2 separate regions of the Ovis aries genome follow, and region 2 is linked to region 1. Evidence: chromatin contacts called from public Hi-C data. All regions are on one chromosome and are shown on one strand. The core of a region is the stretch at or near the end of the contact, and the rest is flanking DNA. Distances in the headings are between cores, read along the strand shown.

Region 1 (4,457 bases), core at 1,344-3,843:
ATATCATACATATAATGTGCTCGTGCAAGGCCTGGTACAGGGTGACTTTTTGCTTTGTTTTTAAATTTTTGGCCATACCTTGTGGCATGTGGCATTTGGGGATCCTGGCTCCCCAAATAAGAATCAAACCCATGTTCCCTGCATTGGAAGCAGAGTCTCAACCAACCACTGGACCTCCAGGGAAGTCCCACTGGGTCAGTTTCTTTTTTTTTTTTTTTAATTTAGCTGCTAAACGTTTTATCCTTATTAGTAGCATTTTAATTTTTATTATAATTGTGTGCTTCCATTTACTCACCTGTAAAAGAGGAGTCATGATTCAATGGGTCAAAGATTGAACAAGATAAAGCATGTAAAATGCTTAGAACAGTATCTTCCCCTTAGAAAGTGCATAATGAATTGGACCTGTAATTATTATGATTTCTACAACTCCCTTGCCACCCCCCCCAGCCCCCACCCCCACCAAGCCTTCAGATTAGGTACCTGGAAGTTATTCCTGAGCTGGCCCAAATTCCTAGCTCCCTAAGTAGTACTGGCTGTGAAAAGGAGGCTTCTGGAACTGTACTAAACTTCTAACTTACTTCTGGACCAAGAATAAGTCTTTAACTTCTGCACTCCCTCATTTCCATCTCAGGAGCCTTAGGTTCCCTGTGCAGGCTAATGTCCAGCTAGATCAGCATCCTGAAGGAAAGGGGTTATGGTCATTTAGAAGGGAAAAAGGTCAGCCACCAAGTTAGGGTAGGGGACACAAGAGAATAAACGAAAGACACATGGGTGGAGTTACAATGCCTTTTAAAGGTTCCTGTCTTTTGCTGGTCCAGCTGAGGCCTCATTTCCGTAAGGAGATCTCAGATATGACAAACAGTTGCAGACTGCTCCCAAATACTTGCCATCTTCCTCTCAGGAAACATCAACACTCCTCTAGGGCCCAGTCACACTTCTGACCTTTGAGACCCATGAACTGGCCTGTCTGTGATGCAGTCTTCCTCATACTCAGCCCTTTCCGCACATCTGTACCTCATGATTCAGTCACACACAAACTGCATGGGAGGGTGTCCCAGGGTCTCCAGTATATGCTGCAAGCTTCAAGCCTGGGCTAAAACTACAGCTGGAAGAACTTAGGTGAAACCTCAGGAAAATGTCCTGGTTCCAGGAGCTGGGAGACACAGAGAAAAAGGCTACAGGTAAGCTATGGAATTTGCGCCTCTGGAGATTTTCATCTGGAGCAGGCCCAGTCCCTAATCTCTACTGCCCTAAAGAGCTTGAGAATTAATCCCTCAGTGGTGGGTAGGTGGGGCTGGGGCTCTCTGGACCCTAAAGACACTGGAGCCAGGGCCTGCTACATTGGGCTTGTCTTCCCACTCTCCTTACCCTCCCCTCCTCCACAGCCTGGAGGACTGCGGCCTTAATGTTTATAGCCACCCTGAGGCCTGTGGGATGAAGCGGGGCCCTGAAGGCCTGGGAATTCCTGCATAGCCAGACTGTAGAGAAAAGTAGTGATTTGGGGTTCTGAAGTCAGAAATCAGTTCTGAGGATGACTTGGACTTGTACTCCCCCAGAATAAACTCACAGGTTTGGCCCTGTGCTTGAGAAGGAAATGGCAACCCACTCCAATATTCTTGACTGGGAAATCCCATGGACAGAGGAGCCTGGTAGGCTATAGTCCATGGGGTTGCAAAGAGTCGGACAGAACTTAGCGACTAAACAACCACCACCTCAGCTCTGCTAGTGATACCTGAAATCCTGTCCTCTACCACCAGCCACGTATACTGGCCTCCCCACATTGTTTGAACAGAGACAGCTACTGATACAGGCATTTTACCATCCCTGTGCCCTTAAGTCAATACTCACACAGGCCCTGTTACTAGAGAAGAGGCTTTGAGATGACTGGGTGGTGGATGAGGAAATCTGAGGGAAATGAGTGGAAGAAAGTAGGAGTAGGGGTCCTTAGGAAGTCTCTTCTTAGGGGCTTTTCCTCAGGGCATCTGCTGCCCAGAAAGCCTCAACCGGGTCAGCTATGGGTCAGGAATGAGCCACACCCCACCAATCTTCTCAGCACTCCTTCTCAGCCTGTAGATCTCCTACCCCATCCCCATCAGACTCCCAAACAAGTCCAGGATAGTCACAGAGGACTGTGTTCAGTCTGGGAAAAATAGAAAAAGTCTCTCCCGTTTCCCCACCATGATGAAGAATCTAGTGGACACGGCATGAGTATTAGCAACACAGATTAATCTGGAAGTCATTCTGAAGAAAATACAGCTCCCCAAAGACAGCTAAACCACTATTAGCTGCTAAGGACTAGCAAGGGGCCAGGAGTTACACTGTCCCCAAAATGGGACCCATTTGGTCTTGGCCACAGCTCCCAGATAGAGACCTGCCCTCCCAACTAATCTCCCAGAGGCAGAAGTCAGCCCAAGGAGTCTCAGGGAATATTTAGAAGAGCGATTTTTCTCTCAAGTCTCTGTCTGCCTGCTAGAAAAAGACTACTTCCAACTCTCAAAGGATTTGCCCTGTTCACCCTCAGAATGACAGGTGGATACACAAAATTTCTACTATGTTCAGAGTCCAGGCTGAAGATGGTCCCTAGAATCCTCTCCTGGGATGACCCAGGAGTGCCCCCTGCTGCCAGGCTTGTCTGAAGCCAGTTTGGGGTGGAAGAAGGAAGGCGTGTTAAAGCCCATTCTAGTTGCTCCAGCAGAAGGGGCCACGCTTTATGCTACTGTCTCCACACACCACCCAAGTCAGAGCTGGATCTCCCCAGGAGTCACTGAGTATGGGAACAGCCAGAGAGGAGCTATCTGGGAGCAGGACAACACACCGGGGCCCTGCAGCCTGGGCTCTGGTACATGCCCAGAGCTGAGAGGAGGGCTGTCCACTCTGCAGGGGTCCGTGGCTTCAGGAGAGGAGTCAGGTTCCATGCGCAAAGTCAGCCACCTTCTCTGTGCCCCAGAGAGAGAGGCTGTGCCACATTCGGTGAATCACCTTAGTGAGAGTGCGGTGGGAGATAGACACAGGAGAGACCCCGCTTCTCCCCAGAAACTCCCTCAGATGCCAGTGAGACATGACCAAATTTATCACTGACAATACAAATAAGAATAGCTGTTTCCAAAAAGACCTTTGGCTCCATGTCTGTAAGCTCAGGAGAAACTAGAAGATTCTTCAGGTCTCTTTAGCTCCAACATTCTGTGAGCCTATAGGATTCCACAGCCCACCCCACCCCTAGTGGCTGCCTTTTGTCCTGACCACCCACTACTCCCCACTCCTAGTTCTTTCTTTAACCTAATTTAAATCTGTCTTGCTGCATGCTAAATAGGGACAGCTAGGAGGGAGGGTCTTCTTCCAACACTTCCTGTTTTCAAGATCAGAGACAGAGAGGGAAGCCAGAGGGGGGTGGTGTGTGTATGTGGGTCGGGGGAGACAGGACACAGAGAAACCCAGAGAAGAAGAAGGAGCAAAATAAGGGGTGGAGAGATGACCAGCTAAGACCCAAGTGAATGTCTGAGAGAAACCTTCTGACTGGCTGGAGAGGTAGAGAACAAACCTCAGGACTGCCTCTAGTCCTTTTTCCCCTAAATGGTTCACAGGTACACCTCTGCACTCTCACTAAACGGTGTGTGAGCATGCATGAACATGTACATCCCGTGCTGTGCTTAGTTGCTCAGTCGTGCCCAGCTCTTTGCTTCCCCATGGACTGTAGTCCGCCAGGCTCCTCTGTCCATGGGGATTCTCCAGGCAAGAATACTGGAGTGGGTTGCCATGCCCTCTTCCAAGGGATCTACCCAATCCAGGGATCAAACCCAGGTCTCCCGAATTGCAGGCAGATTCATGGGTGCTTAGACTGTGGGAAAGGCCTAGCTGGATGTGAGGCTGGAGAGGGAAGCAGTTCTTTCCTGGCCAGAGAGTTCTGCCCCTACCTGCATAATTACGTTCCCTTTCACAGCCCACCTCCCAGCCTCCAAGCCTTCCAGCACTAGGTCTTAACAGCTCCCTGCCTGAATGCCACCTCCAGGAAGTGCTGAGCTGGTCAAATGAGGGGATGCAAGGAAGGAAAGCAATCCCATTCCCTCCAGAGCACGACCTCCATCAAACACCCTCCTTTTACCTCCCCTCCCCTCCACCTGTTTCATCACTGCCACCAACAGCTGCAGGAAGTCCTCCTCACCCAGAGCAGTGGACTGCAAGGAACAGCCCACTTAGGGGTGGGCGGGGATAGGTCTGGGGCAGCAACATTCCCAGCAATGCCAATACCCTCTGCCTCCCTTCTCCCATAAGTAAAGAAACAAAAGGGAAAGTCCTCCCAGTCAGTCCTTACAGCCACTCTGCAGTCATACCAGCTCCCTGAAATCCCTGCCCAAGTTGTCCACAATTCTGCCCTTCCAAGAGAGCCTATATTTCTCAGACTTTTGAAAGTCACTCTAGGATATCTCACCCTGAAAGACAGATCTGCTCTTAGAATGCAG
Region 2 (4,347 bases), core at 1,298-3,797, 260 kb before region 1:
AGGCACCAGTGAGTTACACGTCAGTGCAACACCTGGAGTCCAGCTGCTTGTTGGCCATTGTGATTCTGGAGTCACAGACACTTGAGCCTTGTAGTGAGGGGTGCCTCTTAACAGCATCTCTACTTGCCCACCTTCCTCCATAGCCCATCACAGACCCAAGAACTGTTCTTACCAGGGAAACCAAATTATCTTCTATCTGTTCATTCACTTGTTGAATCTCTGTGTGCCAAGCAAGCAGTTCTGAGCCCTTAAGGTACAGAATGACAGAGACAAACATCCCCAATCTCACAGATATAAGACTGCAGGCACCCAAGGATGTGAACAGCGAGACTGGGAAGCAGCTGCATGAGTCCAGGTGAGAGGTGCTGGTGCCCTAGACCAGGGCAGGAACCATGTTCAGAATCCCTATTTATTAAGAAGGTAGGGCAACAGGATCTGCGGATAAATCAGATTCAGCGTATAAGGCAAAAAGTGGAATCAAAGGTGAATCTAAAGTTTGGGCCTAAGCAACTGAAGACAGACGTGTCATCAACTGATGAGAGAACTGAGTGCAGAGATGCAGAGCTCACTTTAGGGATGACAAGCTTGAGGCAGACAAGCGAGGGGCAGCAAGCAGGGTGGCTAGAGGAGTGGACCATGGGAGTCAGCCTCTCACTGGTTTCCTCTCATCTTTATGCTCCAAGCGAATGAACACAGTCAGAAAAGAGACAGGTGAGAATCTATGCTACAGGGTGTACCCGTGGTCCCAGGCTGTGAAGATGGAGGAGGAGGGACCAGCGAGTTTTCTTCCGATGGGAGAAATTAAGGCATGTTTGTCTGCTGGGGGAAAAGTGCTGGAGGAACAGGGAACGAGACCCAGTGCAGGGAACAGGCTCAGCCAGGAGCAGATGTTCAAACCACCTCAGGATCCTCGGGAACGATGGATCTCTGGTGGCTCAGAGGGTGAAGCGTCTGCCTGAAATGTGGGAGACCCGGGTTTGGTCCCTGGGTCGGGCAGATCCTCTGGAGAAGAAAATTGCAACCCACTCCAGTATTCTTGCCTGGAAAATCCCATGGATGGAGAAGGAGCCTGGCGGGCTACAGCCCATAGGGTTGCAGAGTCGGACGTGACTGAGTGACTTCACTTTCACTTTTTTAGGATCCTCAGTGAAACGGTTACCAGGGCCAGACAGGTAGGATGGGGCACAGGTGGGGAAAGGGGAGGCAAGCAGGAAGGTAGGAAGTGTTCCCAGACTGTGTAGCACCAGCAGTCCCCTGACATCCTGGGTCCAGTGACCCCAGTCAGATGACTGTACTTTTATGCACCATGTTCAGCAGAAGACAGAATTTCACTAGGGCTGTATTTTGAAAGGCAAATAAGGGGAGTAAAAGGGTGCAAAATAGATTGTACTGATGAAACAGAAGCTGGAATAGGAGTGAGACAAGGACCCAAGAGGCTGAGGGAGGGTTGCAAGTGGGGAGGACCAACCGGCTGAATATCCTGATGGACTCAAAGCATTGTTGGAAGTCACAGAACCAAAGGGAGCAGCTGACGGAAGGGATGATGGGGATGCTGGTTATGACAAGGACCAGGCAAAAGAGGCTAACTACAAGGCATCAAGAAACCAAGAGGCCCTGGGTTGGAAGGATGGTTCCTGAATTAAATCAAGACAAAAAGGAGGAACTAAACCAAGGCTGCTGCAGACCTACCCGTCCTTGCTCCCTGAGCCCTCCCAGGTGACCACACCCAGGTTCCATCTCACCACACCTGCCAGGGCCTCTTGTACTTACGATCCCACACAGCAGTAAGCACACAAGAAACAGCTACTACATGCCAGGCCCTGACCTGACCTCCAGTTCATCCCATCAAGCTACCAACACCATCATCTGCATCTTAGAGAGATGCGGGAACTTGCTGAGAGTCTCAGATGTGAGGAGGAACCCTGCTTCCACAGAACAGGCCCTGGATGTGCAGGTATCCTGGGGTGTGTGCAGTGCCAGCTCATTTAAAACCCCAAAGGCATTAACCTCAGACACTCAGCAACTCATGATTATTAATGTTTCTTCTATTCTCTGTCCGCATGCAAAGAACTTTGGAAAAACAGGGCTGCGTTTTGCCATCACTGGTGCGCTTGACCCAGGGACCCCTTCGCACCTCTGGGGGCCAGGCCTCCCTGAGCATGGGCTGCTCTCCAGCACAGCAGCAGGGGTGAACAAAGCAACAGGCTCCCCCAGATCCCCTCCCAACCCCCAGTATGTGCAGGTGACCCGGGCCTGCAGGAACACCCAGCAGCCAGCCATACAGTCCTTGAGCCATTCTTGTTGCTCCTTACCCCTGAGAGAAGTGCAGTAATGCCCAAATGTTGCTACGTTGCATACAGAATGTATCCAGCCTGATGCAACTACCTTAGAAATGGCTTCTGTTTCCAGCTGAGGGGGTAAAAAGGGGGACAGAACCCCGTCCGCCTTGGGCGGTCGGACTAGCAAACCATGAAGGTGTAACGGAAGCTTCCCGACAAGACTAGACTGTCAGCAGAGGCCAGCAGCCGTCTACTCAGCAGGCCTGCCTTCCAAATGCTGGCTCTGTGGCTACGGCAGGGCTGGCCCGAGCCTGGGGGTGACTCCGGGAGAGCTTGGCACAGGTCCTGCTCTCCACTTCCAGAGCAACACATTCATGTTCAAAACAGCGTGTGAGGCATCAACTGCTATGTGAGTCCCAGCCTAAGACACGGGATGATCACGGAGGAGGTGGTTTCTCAAAACCCTACTGTTCATGCCCAGGGGACCCCAGACACTGCCTCAGACGCTGAGAACTGCCTCTGGCTCAGAGAGGACGGGTCAAACGGGGCCCAGAGCAGGTGGCACTTCCCTTCAGCCACGGTGAGAGGGCTCGACACTTGGCCCTAGAGATCAGGAGCATCACCAAGGGCTGCACAGCCCCTCATCCTTCCCCTCAATACCCTTGGGCTCTAGTACCCTGCCTGCCTGCCACCCCTCTGAGGTGAGGAGTGCTCCATGTAAAGAACAGTTTCAACCTGAATAAAGGAAATATTCCCTTCTCTGAAATTCACTGAGGAGCCTTTATTTTCTATCACTGCCCTTTAACTCAAGAGGAAGCCTCAATTCATACTAGGTCCCCTTTTCTCAGCCCAAGTTTGGGCTCTAACTTGCAACTAAAAGTCATTTTAAACAATGTAATTAAACATATCTCTTCCTAACAGCCCTTAGATTCATGGTTTTAATATATTGCCAACACATCTGTTGAGTTCCAGAATGATGCATTGCTCAAGTTTAGCAAATGATAAGAAGGAAGCTGTTAAAACATCTGAAATGCAGTTACTCACCCTTATCATCAACACCGCTTTCCTGATGTCCCGGATGCCATCGTACACCAGGCGGGAGGCATCAATAAACTCGTTTTCATCCATGGGCTGGGCAGGGTCTGAGCTGAGGGCTTCCACAGCCGCTTCCACTTGCTCAGTAAAACGTGGCATGACTGCGGAGAAGAGAGATGATAACATCACCACCAGCCCTCCTAAATCCCTCAGTCAGATGCAGAGAGGCAGAGTGTATGATGAAGAGCCTCTGCTTCTACCTATGTGAGAGGTATTTATAGTTCAAATAAATTAAATGCCATATTTTACAAAGACTTGAATCCTCTTCTTTGTCTCTGGCCAGATTCTGGAACACAGGATTTAGATGGCTGAGAATTTGAATTGGGATTAACTAGAGGCCTTACTAGAATGGGACTCTCCTTAATTTAGTGTGTTCACTAACTAGAGATATAACTCAGAAGTTCAGAGTTCAGAACGACTCCCATTACTACCTGTGGGACACAAGTAAGGGAAACGTGTTTGTGTGGTCTTACTGTGGCTGACCAATGACTCATAAATCCGATGTACCTTCCAGAACTCTTGTCCGAAAACCAAACTGAGCCCCAGTGTCCTACTTCCTAACCAGAGGGCCATCTGTGTGTGAGGAGCACAGGTGAGGGAGGGGTCCCGCACCTGTGTTGGAGAGCAGCTTGGTTGCTTCCAGCACCTTCTCTGTGTAGACTCCTGGTTCATAGTTGTCCATCTCTGAGGTGACAACATGAATGACCCGGGCAGCCCGGCCTCGAATTGCACCAGCTGTGCGGTCTAGCCCATCCACATCTTTCTCTTGGAGAGCAATGACACATTTGTTCACGTCTTCCAAAATGTGATTCTCTGAGGAACAAACAAAAACAGCTGAATGAGGGAGGAGGCCTCCCACCAGAAGTGGACGATTTTAAGCTGGCATCTGTCACTCATCCAGTGCTCACTGCGTGCCAGCTACAGTGCCAAAAGCTTTGCACATCATTCACTCAAGAGACCAGACTACCCAGGG

Evidence for each region. A called contact is a pair of places that touch in the nucleus more often than the background predicts.
Region 2: a contact with region 1 is called in a Hi-C map of hypothalamus, with 2.0 times the contacts expected there. The contact joins two enhancer-like sites. A contact is called at or near these places in 2 of 16 Hi-C or Micro-C datasets (hypothalamus and tail adipose tissue).

What each region holds. Positions count from the first base shown.
Region 1 is chr5:47,645,542-47,649,998 of ARS-UI_Ramb_v3.0, reverse strand. All of the region lies in intron 4 of CTNNA1 (catenin alpha 1), which reads right to left. Among named protein-coding and RNA genes, the nearest start is that of TRNAC-GCA, 6.1 kb to the left of the region's middle. Within about 2 kb of position 2,593, at least 6 of the 54 cell types and tissues checked have an H3K27ac peak or open chromatin away from gene starts, as enhancers often do. A contact at or near this core is called in hypothalamus, where this site is marked.
Region 2 is chr5:47,905,326-47,909,672 of ARS-UI_Ramb_v3.0, reverse strand. It overlaps CTNNA1 (catenin alpha 1), which reads right to left. Exons shown (of 21, transcript XM_060415818.1): 15 at 3,987-4,187; 16 at 3,324-3,475. Among named protein-coding and RNA genes, the nearest start is that of LRRTM2, 52 kb to the right of the region's middle. Within about 2 kb of position 2,547, at least 12 of the 54 cell types and tissues checked have an H3K27ac peak or open chromatin away from gene starts, as enhancers often do. A contact at or near this core is called in hypothalamus, where this site is marked.